2 separate regions of the Podarcis muralis genome follow, and region 1 is linked to region 2. Evidence: chromatin contacts called from public Hi-C data. All regions are on one chromosome and are shown on one strand. Each heading gives the region's core, a stretch centred on a gene start, on an enhancer-like site or on the middle of the called end of the contact. The rest is flanking DNA. Distances are from core to core; before and after follow the strand shown.

Region 1 (7,347 bases), core at 2,966-5,465, 150 kb after region 2:
AGCAGTTCACAGTCCAGAGCAAAATTATCTACCTCTTTCCCCTTTGCTATCTTCACTATGGTAGAATCTACCCACATCTAAAAGCTGTTCAAAAATGTTTTTTTTTTAATTTTCCAAAAGGCTCGCCATCACCATCACGTGTCACTTAAAACATTTTATTTGTAGCTGTACAGCTGAGCCCTATGTTAAAAAATTTAGATTGTATGCTCCTCAGGCAAGGACCTGTAAAATGCCACACTTGTCCTACATAAAACAACAACAGTAAAAATTCCTAGATAAACCCAGGATAGACCCTTAAAGGGCAGGGCACAGTACAGGCAGCCCCGTTTATGTGTATGACCATGTATACATGCTGAATCTGGAAATGACTCAGAAACATCATAAAGACTTCACTAAAAGGCAGGAACGCGGTGTTTGCAGGCTTTTTCGATGGGTTTCAATTATATGTGATTTCACCGATGCACACAGTGCCTCAGAATGTAACCCCTGCATAAATTCCTGCTGGTAGGGCAGGAGTTTTTGAGCCTGCAATGTACAGCCCTACTTGCTGGTCATGGGTTAAACCACAGAGCCTAGGACTTGCCGATCAGAAGGTCGGCAGTTCAAATCCCCGCAATGGGGTGAGCTCCCATTGCTCGGTCCCAGTTCCTGCCAACCTAGCAGTTCGAAAGCACGTCAAAGTGCAAGTAGATAAATAGGTACTGCTCCGGCGGGAAGGTAAACGGCGTTTCCGTGTGTTGCTCTGGTTCGCCAGAAGCGGCTTTGTCATGCTGGCCACGTGACCCGGAAGCTGTATGCCGGCTCCCTCGGCCAATAAAGCGAGATGAGCACCGCAACCCCAGAGTCGGTCACGACTGGACCTAATGGTCAGGGGTCCCTTTGCCTTACTATGTGTGTGTGTGGGGGGGGGAACCCTTACCTTTCTTTACAATGACCAAATTCAAGACGCTTAAATTAGCATCAACAATGCAACCCCGAACAGATTTGCGCTTCCTTTCTCCAGTCCTTCTAGGGCGGTAACATGAGTGGCCCTTGCTGAGAAGCAGGCGGACACGTCCGTGAGTCAGGACCCCCTGCTTCATGGGGAAGCCTTGCTTGTCATTGCCACCGCTGATGCGGACAACGTATCCCTGAAACAAAGACGAGGAGCTTAGACCTTTCTCTCAAGGGGGAACAATTTAAGAGTGTAAGTTCAATTTCTCATTCTTTTCTCCGTATACAGGTAACAGATGCCGCTAAATATAAACTCAATTGCACTGGCAGAAAGAACATTGCCTTTCTTCATTTTGAGCATCAACAACCAGACCTGCTGAGATTGCCTGGTTTGACCAATATTGAAACCATGTTCCAGAACTTCTACAATATTACCATATTATGCCTATTGATCATGCTTGCTTAGCAATATTGTGGAATCTGTCTTGAATGTAGAAGAAATGCCAAGTCCAGCGATTTAAAGCAAATTCACTTTATTTATGATGCGCAGTCTACTGATTTCACATGGAATGTCTTACCTATAAGGGCCAACATGTGACAATCTCCCAGTGCATCATGTCCTGCCCAGGCATTTAATCAGATCACTTAATTCCATTTCTAACCAATTCTAATACATGAACATGAAGCCCACAAATACAAGGGTGTTAACAAAACAGACACTGTTTTGATCTGTTTGATTTCCACTAAAATTGAATCCCACTAACATAACCTCTCAACTTTTGGGGCAAATGGGTATACACATGCTCCCCACAGATGCTTCAATACTAAGATTGCTATGCATAAAGGAAAATTGCTGTTGGATTCCCTGCTCTGCAGAAATCAATTAAGTTAGCACACTTGAGCAGAAGTGAATTTACTCCCAAAGTCACAGACTCATTAAGTGCATTTACTGGCAATTTTCATGCTGTATCACACCACCACACCTCTCCCATAGCCACTTTCCCTGGCAGCGTTCTGAACTCCAACCCACCATCGCTTTGCTAACTTAAGTATTTTCCAGACTCCCTGCCAACTCACCATCAACACACAGGTAAGAATGCACTTTTTTGCATGCAGCTGCGCACAAGGAGTTTGCTACTACATGCAGAGATCTGTGGACAGGAGTAGCAATGCCACCACTAAACTCTGAGCTCACTCTTTCTCAGACTGATGGGTAAACACAGATGCAGTCACAACCATGCACCCAAATCCATCTGGGCAAGGCCCATGCCTTCAGTGGTAGTAGTAGCTTTGCATTCATTCAAAGGCTCCCAGGTTCAATCCCTGAGATCTGCAGGTAGCATAGGAACAATTCATCCCCAAATACTGAAACAACCCCTCAGGAATAATTAGATGGGCCCAATGTGTAACTCAGTAACTCCCAGAGTTCTCATTCAATATGAATCCATGAGGGCCTCTGGACAAGACACCAGACAATAAGGTTGTCACCTGTCCTGTATAACACAGGCTACATCCTGTATTGATAGTTTTGTCCTGTATTTCAGGTCCCCTCTCTCTGCCAAATTAGGGATCCTCTCCAATTGCATGTGTTTGAAAGGTTGTGTATTTCAGCTCTGGGTAGCCCAGCACACTTTTACAAATTCATGTGTATGTCTTTGGGCAACAGATTCCAGAGGGCCCATCCTATTAGGCTGCAATAGATTGCAATGGATTGATCGGAAGTCACTTCAGCACATGTTTTTTTTAAAAAAAAAATCACCCTCCCAACTCCCACCCTGTCCTGTATTTTGCCAGAACAAAGGTGGCAACCTTACCAACCACCCACTCAAATGGAAATGCTCCAACCATTGCGACTTTTCCTGGTGGGGGAGTTATTCCAGCCCCCTGACCCTTTTGAATGCCCCTTTCTTTACCGACTGGCCCTAGCCGCCGCCTGGATTAGAAATGCCAAGAGCTTTTGTCTACACTGCCTTGAAGAAGAACCTAAGAGCAGCCTTCCTGGCTCACCGGCGGCCCAGGGGAACGTGCAGACCCCGAGCACAGCAGCACACAGAACCTGGCATTTGGCAAGAACCAAAGTGGCAACCCACAGACTCTAAATTTTCTCACCACCGCTGCTTTCTCAGCCCCATTTTGCACACATGCAACAAGCCTTATGAAGCCAGCCTCACCTTCCACTCCTCGCCAAGAGCATCCGCGGAGACTTCCGTGGTCATGCGCTTCTCGTAGAAGGTGCGCAGCTTGCGCTCATCGTCCACTTCGATGAGTTTCTGGCAGCCGGTGGCTGGGAAGGAGATGTTCAGCTGCAGGGGGGAGAGAAGCCACACTCGGGTCTGCAAAGGGGCTTAAAGGGTTCCCCAGGGCGGCATTGAGCCCCGTCGTCCTCCACAAGGACTAGAAACGCTGCCTCCTTTACCAGTGGCGGCCAAACTTGGCCCTCCAGCTGTTTTGAGACTACAATTCCCATCATCCCTGACCACTGGTCCTGTTAGTTAGGGATGATGGGAAATGTAGTCCCAAAACTGCAGGAGGGCCAAGCTTGGCCACCACTGCTCTAGATCAGGCATGGCCAAGCTTGGCCCTTCAGCTGTTTTTGGACTACAACTCCCATCACCCCTAGCTAGCAAGGCACAGAGCTCAGGGATGATGGGAATTGTAGTCCAACATCTGGGGACCCACAGGTTGAGAACCACTGCTCCACGAGCACGAGAAACGCTGCTTCCTTTACCAGTGGCGGCCAAACTTGGCACTCCAGCTGTTTTGGGACTACAACTCCCATCATCCCTACCTAACAGGACCAGTGGTCAGGGATGGTGGGAATTGTAGTCCCAAAACTGCTGGAGGGCTAAGTTTGGCCGCCACTGCTAAGCGCTCAAGACGCACGGGGTAGGGGGTCTGAAAGGTTAACAGGCGCTGCGGAATTCCCGCGAGACGACACACCGCGCGAGAGCTCCTCTCCGGAGCGGGGAAAGGAGGCCGGGGCCGCCGCGCCGCTTCCCCGCATCGGCCTCCATCCGCCGCCGGGGCCGCGCTCCCTCGTCCGCCGCCTGCCCCGCCGCCTCCCCCCGGGGCCCCTCGATCTGCCGGGGCCTCTATTTTCCGGGGGCGGAGGCGGTTTGCGCCCCCTCCGCGCCCCGCAACACCTACCTTCATGGCGCCGGCACAGCTCGCCTCGGGTCCGCCACGGGAAAGAGGACGCGCTTCCGCTGGACCGGAAGTCAAAGAGGCTCCCGCGCGTGATCTCGCGAGAGTTTATAAGGGCCCGCCCCGTCAGGGCTCAGCGGGGGCTCCTGGGCGAGTCGATAGAGATAGGAAAAAGTGTAGAGTGGGCAGCTGCCGTGGTCTTGCGAATAAAACTCTTTCATTCAGAGGAAGGAATGGAGAAATAGAGGAATTTTGGACTGCTGCATATTCTGAATGGGAATTGATGGGAACCACAGCATTCCCTCCAACGCTTCTCTGATGAAAATAGGGATGCCCTATTCCATAATAATAATAATAAATGTAACCCCTCATCTGACTGCATTGCCCCAGCCACTCTGATTGGCTTCCAACATATATATAAAAACATATTTTAAAAATTCCTTCTACAGGTCTGCCTTCAGATGTCTTCTAAAGGTTGTATAGTTACTTATCTCCCTGGTTCATGGGTTGCATAACTCCATATCCTGCAACATTTCTCCGATGAAATTAGGGACATCCTATTCCATCATCATCACATTTGTACTCCCCTCCCCAACTGACTGCATTGTCCCAGCCACCCTGGGTGGCTTCCAACATATATAAAAATATAATAAAACATTTAAAAACTTCCCTATACAGGGCTGCCTTCAAGATGTATTCTAAACATTGCATAGTTACTTATTTTCTAAACTTGGGGGTGACACAACTCCATATCCTCCAACATTTCTCTGATGAAATTAGGGACGTCCTAAGGAAAAGCGGGTGGCGCTGTGGGTTAAACCACAGAGCCTAGGACTTGCCGATCAGAAGGTTGGCGGTTCGAATCCCGGCGACGGGGTGAGCTCCCGTTGCTCGGTCCCTGCTCCTGCCAACCTAGCAGTTCGAAAGCACGTCAAAGTGCAAGTAGATAAATAGGTACCGCTCCAGCGGGAAGGTAAACGGCGTTTCCATGTGCTGCTCTGGTTTGCCAGAAGCGGCTTAGTCATGGTGGCCACATGACCCAGAAGCTGTACGCCGGCTCCCTTGGCCAATAAAGCGAGATGAGCGCTGCAACTCCAGAGTTAGTCACGACTAGACCTGATGGTCAGGGGTCCCTTTACCTTTACCTTTAAGGAAAAGCGGGACATTCAGTGATCAATTCAGAAACCAGGACGGCTTCTGTAAATCTGGGACTGTCCCTGGAAAATAGGGACACTTGAAGGGTCAGAGTCTGCCAGCAGGTTCCCCTGGCCGCTGTGAGAAGAGAGTGCCGGAAGGTTGTTCTTAGATTCTTCTTGGGCTTCTTCAAGGCACCGTAGACAAAAGCTCTTGGCATTTCTAATCCAGGCGGTGGTTAAGACCAGTTGGTAAATAAAGGGGCATTCAAAAGGGTCAGGGGGCTGGAATAACCAAGAAAAGTCACAATGGTCGGACCTTTTCCATTTGAGTGGGTGCACGGGCGTAGTAGCCAGAGGGGGCAGGGAGCTTAATAAAAATTATTTAAAAAAAAAAACAAAACAGAGGGGGCAGGGAGAGGCAGCCGCCCCCCCAATCAATAAAAAATTAAAAAATGCATAGCTAGCTGACTTTCTCCCCCCCCCCCCAAACAAAAATCTTAGCTACACCCATGAGTGGGTGGGAATCTGGGGTTGGGGTATATAAAATTATGCAGGAAGCTGAGAAAGTGAACTTTCCCTCCCTCTCTCAAGCTACAGGACAGGCAAAACTGCAGTTTGCTACCCACTGGGTACAAATACATACTTTGGCGTTTGGAAAACGTGTTCTTCTGATTTTTCCCTGCCCCCTCCACCCCCCACATTTTGGTTTGGAAACAGCTATAGGGCCAACTATCCTGCCTCTAACCATAATAGAGTAATAGTTACAGCTGTGTTGCCAAAGCTACCCAAGACAGACGAACCATTTGAGTTGATATAGACTGGGTGGTGGAATCATCGATTATAATAATCTCTGAACCCCAAGCTAACAAGTTGTTCATTGCCATGTTACTGAAAACCAGTAACAATTAAAAAAAAAATTATGTGTCTAAGACTACAGAATATAACCTAACGGTGCCTAAGTATCCGCTTTCTTGCTTTCGGTACATGGGCTAACACTTTGCTAGGATATGAGAAATTCTTCCAGCTAGACAGAAATGACACAGTGAAACTATTAAATCATATTCATTACATTTCTATTCCGTCCTTCCATCCCTTTTGTTTGCCCAATGAGAAAATAAACATTTAAAAACATTAAGAATATCTAAAAACATTTGAGGACAGTTACATACTCTCATAGGTGCCAGGGACAAGTGTTCTTTGAAAATACCTGGTTGAATTTATACAGGTCGGTAGATTTTATGCATAAGCACCAGCCCTTTTTGAGGTGGCGAAGAAATGCACATTTCAAAGATGCTGTTTTGAAAAGGCTTTCTAGTCAATTTACCCTGCAGAAATGGACTGTCCTGCTGGCTTATCTCCCTTGCCCAATGGCAGAGCCTGTGGTTTGCATTCAAAGGTCCCAGGGTCAAATGCTGGCAACTCCTGATAAGGCTGGGAAATACTCCCGGAGGGCTGCTGCCGGTTGTCATGTTGACAATGCTGAGCTAGATTGATGCCAGTGGTCCGCTTCCGTATAAGGCACCTTTTTCCTGTCTTCCTGAAAGGAGCTTTTGAGGTCCATAATTGGCTCTTAACAATTGCAACGCTAGCAGAATGCTTTTCAGCACTAATGCATGGGAAGGTGTTTGGAGCATTGCTGAGTTGGTTGGCATCAGTGTTAGAAACTCAGGTATATAAACTAGGCGCCAAAAGGCTCCTTAAACCAAGGTTACAGCTACCATAACAGGATGCCTAGTTGCCATTTTTGGGCAAGATGTCCCTAAAGTCTTATTTTTCATATGGTGGGTTGATTGCAATTGATTAACAGTTAAGCATCTGGTGAGTTCAGATGACAACCTTAAGCCAGGTTAAGAGAAAGGTAAAATGTAAAAGGTAAAGGACCCCTGGACGGTTACCGGTAAGTCCAGTCAAAGGCAACTATGGGGTTGTGGTGCTCAGATAGCTTTCTGGGTCATGTGGCCAGCAGGACTAAACCACTTCTTGCGCCATGGGACGCTGTGATGGAAACCAGAGTGCACGGAAATGCAGTTTATCTTCTACTTGCATGCTTTGAAACTGCTAGATTGGCAGGAGCTGGGACAGAACAATGGGAGCTCACCCCGTTGCGGGGATTTGAACCACTGAACTTCTGATC
Region 2 (7,417 bases), core at 4,813-7,312:
CTTTTATATACTTTCCTGAGTGCAAGTATTATTTAACATAGAAGCCCTTACTTCTGAATAGACATTTGCAAGATTGAACTGCTAAATGCACTGCTATGTTTTATAACTAATAAATTGTGTAATCGTATATTCCAAACACTGAATACTATATTGTTACAAAGATACTATTCATGACATCAGTTGGAAAAGAGTTCTATTGCTCATCGCTATCAGTTTCCAGCACGTTGTGATCCCAACACCACAAAGAAGATCTTGCAGGAGTTGCAACTAAATAATCTCCAGAAAATGTGCAGCAAGTCCCTTGTTAGCTAGTTTTTCCTCTCAAACAAAGGCTACACACAGAGAGAGCAGCAGCAGCAAGCTTAAAATCTCAAAAAATGATGTGAAGAAATGGAGCAAAGGATGTTAAATTAACAAGTAGTACCTACACATTCCTCTAATTCTGTTAATCATATCCACAGGAATTCTTCCCCCTACCTTGAGCACAATATGCATCCTTTTGGTGGGCAGAGGAGGAGTAGAAACAAACATTATGGTTATCTCCTCTGCAGCAAGACTAGACCTCTACTACTTGTGGGCTGGATATTACACTATTTTCTTTTAATGGGGAGCAATACGGCAGTCCCACAAAGGGATAGCAATGTACAATTTCTCCCCAGAGGAAGGCTGCTACTAGCAATTGTGGGCTGCATAGTTGCTAGGGCCTTGGCCACACAGCTATCAAACTGGCAAGCACCCTGTTACCCTTTTCTGCAGGAAAGGGTGAAAAGGCGCTGCCTGGCAGGGACCAACTAAATTCTGGTGGCCACAATTTTTAGTTTGGCTTGTAAGGCCATCCAGAAGTTGTGGACCCGTTCATAATTTTGACAATAAGAAAAGGCAATTGAGTAATAAAGCATCCTTTAAATGAAGTTAAAGGGACATGACACTCACCTGAAAATCTCATTACAACGAGACTGGTCCACGTTGGAAAACAGGAAGTGCACAACGATACTAAATGCATCTTTGTTCGGTTTATCAAACATGTTCCTAAAAAATAAATAAAAAAAATGAAAACCAGAAATGTCCTTGTAAAGGAAACAATTGCCCCATGCACAAACCTCAGCACCCACCAGGATTGCCTCCTTTCCTCCCTTAGAGGGCCCTTCAATGCACTGATAGCAGCTCACAAAATAATAAGATTTATAGAGAAGCAGGTTGTTGTTTTTTGGAGTAAGAAATGGGATTAACATCCAACCATGCTTTATTCCCCCTCGTATAATAGCACATTTAAAACTTACAGGAGTGCTACAAGGCAACAGTCCTGCACTATTAATTCTTTCCCATGATCCATTTAAGTGTCGGTAAATACAATTTGCATGAACATGGACATTGTTTTTTAATTTAAAGGTAGAGAGGTGCAGTGATGGGAAAACTTCATCTACCAACATTTGCCCACCAGAGATGTGCTTAAGGCACACGAGTACTTCATTTTTAAGATGGTACCGTATATTTTTCAAAAAACCACTACCATAAATAATATGCTCGAATAAACCCCCATAGCATTTTAACCCCATCCTCACCAGCGCTGTCGCTTCTAGGAACTTGTGTGAGATGTACACCCATTAAACCAGTGGGTCTCCAGCTGCTTTCAAACTACTGTACAATACCCATCACGGAGTCACAGAATTGTACAGTGGGAAGGGACCCCTAAGGTCATCCAGCCCAACCCCCTGAAATGCAGGAATCTCAACTAAAGCTCTGTGGCAGACAGGGCCGGATTTAGGTTTAATGAGGCCCTCAGCTCCTGAAGGTAATGTGGCCATTCATATGTCCAGCTGTGCTTTGTCAACAACAAATTGTTGCTGTTTCTTGCGTTGAATATATGCTATATGGTCGAGGACATTAATAGACAGGATATTAAACTGTTTTTATACGAAACAACAACGGCAAGAATAATGTTGGCCCAGAAATGGAAGCAAGAAGAAATACCGATGAAAGAAGGATGGCAGACGAAATTAATGGACTACGCAGAATTGGATAAAATGACAGGAAGGATTATTCGAAACCTGCGGGGCCAGAGATTCACAGACGATTGGAAGAAATTTACGAATTATTTGAAGAGCAACTGTAATCAACAAATTACGCTAGGACTACAAGAAGTTTTGTAAGGAGGAATATATGAAATATTGCAAAGAAGAGAAAGAAGAGACGTATTAGTTATGATATTTATGTAATAGTGAAAGCAAGAAATGTAAATTAAATGAGAAAGATTGGAAAATTTTCAGATGTGATTGATGGAAGTAAAAAAAATTGTATAAGATATAAAAGTATGTTTAGTAATTGTTGAAAATGATATGTTAAAAAAACAGTAATATTTAGATATAAATATATAGACATAGATATACAGTGGTACCTCAGGTTAAGTACTTAATTCGTTCCGGAGGTCCGTACTTAACCTGAAACTGTTCTTAACCTGAAGCACCACTTTAGCTAATGGGGCCTCCTGCTGCTGCCACGCCGCCGGAGCCCGATTTCTGTTCTCATCCTGAAGCACTATTTCTGGGTTAGCGGAGTGTGTAACCTGAAGCATATGTAACCTGAGGTACCACTGTACAGATATATAAAAGAATATGTGCTATATGGTAATTTATGGGCCAAATAGGTACCTAAAGCCATTTGCACATCACAAAATATGTATTTTATCAAACTAACTGTGGAACTGAAATACCACTATTAAACTGAAATGCAATTAAGAAAAAGTATATTAATACTGTAGTGAAATTTTGGGGGGGGCCCAACCTCTGCTTAAGAAACCTCCAAGGAAGGCTGCGGACAATGGGAGTTGTAGTCCAAAAGCCTGCCGGAAACCCAAATTTGGGGAACGCAGCATTAAACAAAGGTCAGTTTATAAGAAAAAAGAAAAAAAAGGCCCACTCACACGCCCAGGCCGAGATGCGTGGAGACCCTCCCGGCGGCGGCTTTTTCCGGGTCGAAGCCCAGCGCCAGAAGGTAGAGCCAGAGGTGCTCTTTCTCCCAGGCGGGAGGAGGCGGGAGCTGCTGCGCGCTCATGGCCGCGAGGCGAGCCGGGGGCTGACCCGTGTCTTCCTTTCCTCACGTGCAGGTATATCCTCCGCGTCAGCGTTCTGCTCTTCCTCAAGGGTTCCGCCTTCGCCAAGCCCTTCAGCTCCTCTCAGAGGCGCCCTTCTTCTTCAGCCTCAGCCGCTGCTGCTGCCGCCGCCTCGCCCACCACACGCGCCGCCATTGAGGCTCAAACCGCCAAAAAAGAAAACCGGGAGGGGCGGCGAGCCGCGCGCCAGCCAATCAAAAAGAAATATGCGCGGCTCCAGCCAATGGGGGAAAACCGACATCCGAGTTCCCAGCATGCACCGCTTGCCGGAGACATATACGGTACCCGACTCTCAACCGAGGCACGCTGGCGTAGAGCTACGAAAGGTTTAGAGGGGCTACTAATTAAGTGTCTGCCTGATGCGCGAGGCTCTTCCGCAGGCGGAAAGTGGAAACTGCTCCCTAGCAACGGAGGGGGAAAATCTCCCTCGGGCTTTCAATCAGTGCTGGATTTATGTATAAACTAAACAAGCTCTAGCTTAGGACCCCACTCTCTTGGGGACCCCCCCAAAAAAAATTAAGGGGGAAAAACCTGGATGTACAATTCCAAAATATAAGATGAAAAACAAATAAAATAAATCCTACATACAGCAACAGTGTTTTGTAAGTCATGGGCCCCGCCTGCTAGCCTGCTCCCTAAAATATCCCTGGTTTGCACCTTTCTATATATAGGGTGCCTACATTCTGTTATTTATAATTATTAGTAGTTTGCATCATATATTTACACCCATTATTATTTCATGTTATAGCAAGTTTCAAGAGACTACCGTAGATTATGTGTATAAATTGTGTTTCTAAAGGAACTTTGGTTCTTGCTAAATGCCAATGTGTTTGCATTATTAAGTTAGTTATGAATAAAAACCAATTTAAGTTAGAGATTAACAATTATTTCACTAGTAATATACTTCTTCTTAATTGTATTTCACTATTAATATACTTCTTAATTGTATTTCAGCTCAACACTTACTTTGATAAAATACATACTTTGTTATGTGCAAATGGCTTTAGATGCCTATGAGGTCCATAAATGACCATGTAGCATATACAGTGGTACCTCAGGTTAAGTACTTAATTCGTTCCGGAGGTCCGTTCTTAACCTGAAACTGTTCTTAACCTGAAGCACCACTTTAGCATGTGGGGCCTCCTGCTGCCACCATGCCGCCGGAGCACGATTTCTGTTCTCATCCTGAAGCAAAGTTCTTAACCTGAAGCACTATTTCTGGGTTAGCGGAGTCTGTAACCTGAAGCGTATGTAACCCGAGGTACCACTGTATTCAACACAAAAAACAGCGGCAATTTGTTGTGGACAAAGGACAGCTGGACATAGAAAGGGCCCCATTACCTTCAGTAGCTGAGGGCCTCATCCAACCTAAATCCGGCCCTGCTTTCAATGTAACTGAATCCTGCTCTGTGGCTTCTTGCATGGTCCTGGCTTCATCCTTGCAGGGACTGCGTGGCCAGCACAGGAGCATAGCTGTCAACTTTCAGATTTGAAAAGAAGGGATCAGCAGCCTCACCTGTCCCAGGGACAGTCTACGGCAGGGGTCTGCAACCTGCGGCTCCGGAGCCGCATGTGGCTCTTTTACATCTTTGCCGCGGCTCCAGGGCGGATACTAGTGAGGGGAGGAGGCGCATTGTGCGCCCCGACACTCCTCACTGTGGCGGGCGCTGTACTGGCTGTGACGTCGCATGGGGGCGGTGCGTGCGTTAGTCACGCACCGTCCTGACATCACCTTCCCGCCCGCTGTCAGATCGCGGCTCCGGAGATATATTTGTTTTAAATGTCGCAATGGTTTTGCGGCTCCCAGTTGTTGTTTTTTCTTCGGAAACGGGTCCAAGTGGCTCTTTTTGTCTTAAAGGTTGCAGACCCCTGGTCTACGGGATATCTAACAATCCGGGATAGCAGTGGGAAGCAGTGGGAAACGGTGCTGGAATAAGGGAATTTCTCGCAAAAAAAAGGGAAGGTTGACAGCTATGCACAGGAGCCTAACTCCTAGGGGCTGAGTCCCCTCCCACCCTACCCCTGCAATATTCTGTTCCAGTTGCAAGGATGTTTTAAGCCACAGCCTGCAGTGTAGAGTTGCCGGATCCTGCAGCTGGAAGAGAGCCCACGGGCCATCTAGTCCCACCCACTGCAAGGCAGGAATCTCAGCTCAGGGCATCCACGAGGATCATGAGATATAGCATGAGAATATCAAGGTGGGTTTGGAAACAACAGCAAGTACCAACGGTAGAAGAATGGCGACAGAAGGTAATGGAATATGCAGAAATAGCTAGATTAACGGGGGAAATTTGACAACAGGGTGATGAAACATTTCAAAAAGAATGGGAAAAATTTATGTCATACATAGGAAGGATAAGGCGGAATTGTGAAACCCGTAGAACTGAAATAAACCTCATAATGTGAAATACAAAGACAATTTCTGGGTAAGAAAAATAACAAAAAGTAAAATGTACACTGTGATCAGTGTAACCAATGGTAATTGTAATTGAATATAGGCAGACAATAAGAACTGTATATACAGGAGGATTTGACAACAGACACTCGAAGGACAAATACGAAATAAGAACAATAATATGCAAAAGAGATGAAGACAATGCGAAAAAGTTAGATGGGATATAAAAGGTCAGAAGAGGGAAGGAGGGAAGTCGGCTCTGGGAAGCAGGTGTAAATGTGTAATGTAATACAACATGTGTATGTGGAGTGTGCAAATCAAAACCAATAAAGAATATTATGGGGGGGGGGAGAGAATAACAAGGTGGGGTTTTTTTTAGACGCTGACCGCTGAAGAGACACTTGGACTACTAATACTTTTCGCAGGCGCCGCCGCAGAATACCCGCTTCCTTGGGCGGCGCCTTTGGAACTCCCTGCCAGTGGAGACCCAGCTGGCTAAGCCTCCGCTAAGCTGAAACTCCAGCTCATCCCGAAAGCTGGACGCTGCGTGTCACTCTACCATTTTCTTAGTCAGGGGTGGTCGGGGAAGCGAAGGCGGGGCTTGTTTCCTGGCCCCGCCTCGTTAAGGCGGCGCGCGTGACAATGAAGTCGGGAGCAGGTGAGCGGGGAAGAAAGAGCCCCTGAAACGGGGAGAGGAAGAGTCCATCTGGACAGCCAATGGGGGGAGGGGCGGGAGAGTCCATTCGTCCAACCAAAGGGGGGAGGTAAAGTCCATCTGGGCAGCCAGAGGGGGAGGCGCGGGAGAGTCCATTCGTCCAACCAAAGGGGGCGGAAAAGTCCATCTGGGCAACCAAAGGGGGAGGGTGGTAGAGTCCATTTGTCCAACGAAAGAGAAGCGGGAGAGTCCATTTGTACAGCCAAAGGGGGAGTGGCAGATTCTTACCTCTAGAGCCAAAAGAGGTTTGGGAGAGTCCATCTAGACAGCCAAAGGGGGGCGGGAGAGTCCATTTGAACAGCCAAAGGGGGAGCTGCAGAGTCTTATCTGTAGATCCAAAGGCGGTTTGGGAGAGCCCACGTGAACATCCAAAGGGGGGTGGGGGTGGGAGAATCCATCTGGACAGCCAAAGGGGGAGCAGCAGAGTCTTATCTGTAGAGCCAAAGGAGGTTTGGGAGAGTCTACCTGGACAGCCAAAGGGGGGGGGGCAGCAGAGTCCATCTGGGCAGCTAAAGGGGGTGGTGTGAGAGAAACAGGGAGCAGTCCACCGGCAAGGAGGATGTGGGTGAATGGGGACTGTGTCCATCGCCAGGTGCTTGGAGCTGTCTATTTTTATGCTTTCACTTAGGGACTCCACCCACCTGCTGGAGGTGAGCCGAAAGCAGCAACCGCAATGCTACCTGTAAGATTCCCCTTCGCGGATTCCCTAGTCCAGGCACCCTGCAAGACAGCTTGCACTACAGCTTCTTCCATCAGTTGCTGGCGCTGATGGGAGTTGTAGTCCGAAAAGTGAACCATGGAACAAAATTTCGTCCAACGTTTCTCCAATGAAAAGAGGGATGTCCTGTTCCGTAATCAATACTTTTATTACTTATACCTCGTCCATCCGACTGAGCTGCCCCAGCCACTCTGGGCGGCTTCTAACATATATAAAAACATAATAAAACACTGAACATTTTAAAAACTTGGGGTGCTTCCAGATGACTGAATAGCTCCATGCCCTCCAGTATTTCCCTGAGGAAAATAGGGATGTCCTACAGTTTTGCAGGGGACGCAGGTGGCGCTGTGGGTTAAACCACAGAGCCTAGGACTTGCTGATCAGAAGGCTGGCGGTTCGAATCCCCATGACGGGGTGAGCTCCCCTTGCTCAGTCCCTGCTCCTGCCAACCTAGCAGTTCGAAAGCACCTCAAAGTGCAA

Evidence for each region. A called contact is a pair of places that touch in the nucleus more often than the background predicts.
Region 1: a Hi-C map of tail shows a contact between it and region 2, with 4 times the contacts expected there. The contact joins the promoter of RPS6 here to the promoter of LOC114587408 in region 2. A contact is called at or near these places in 2 of 3 Hi-C or Micro-C datasets (blood and tail).

Annotation. Positions count from the first base shown.
Region 1 is chr17:27,366,978-27,374,324 of rPodMur119.hap1.1, forward strand. It overlaps RPS6 (ribosomal protein S6), which reads right to left and starts at 4,216. Exons shown (of 6, transcript XM_028712949.2): 1 at 4,081-4,216; 2 at 3,105-3,236; 3 at 920-1,130. The coding sequence starts at 4,086. All of the region lies in intron 30 of ADAMTSL1 (ADAMTS like 1), which reads left to right.
Region 2 is chr17:27,210,591-27,218,007 of rPodMur119.hap1.1, forward strand. LOC114587408 (SOSS complex subunit C-like) reads left to right here and starts at 6,063. Exons shown (of 6, transcript XM_028711605.2): 1 at 6,063-6,162; 2 at 6,848-6,901. The region is part of intron 30 of ADAMTSL1 (ADAMTS like 1); the gene reads left to right. HAUS6 (HAUS augmin like complex subunit 6) reads right to left here and starts at 6,565. Exons shown (of 17, transcript XM_028711599.2): 1 at 6,448-6,565; 2 at 934-1,029. The coding sequence starts at 1,025.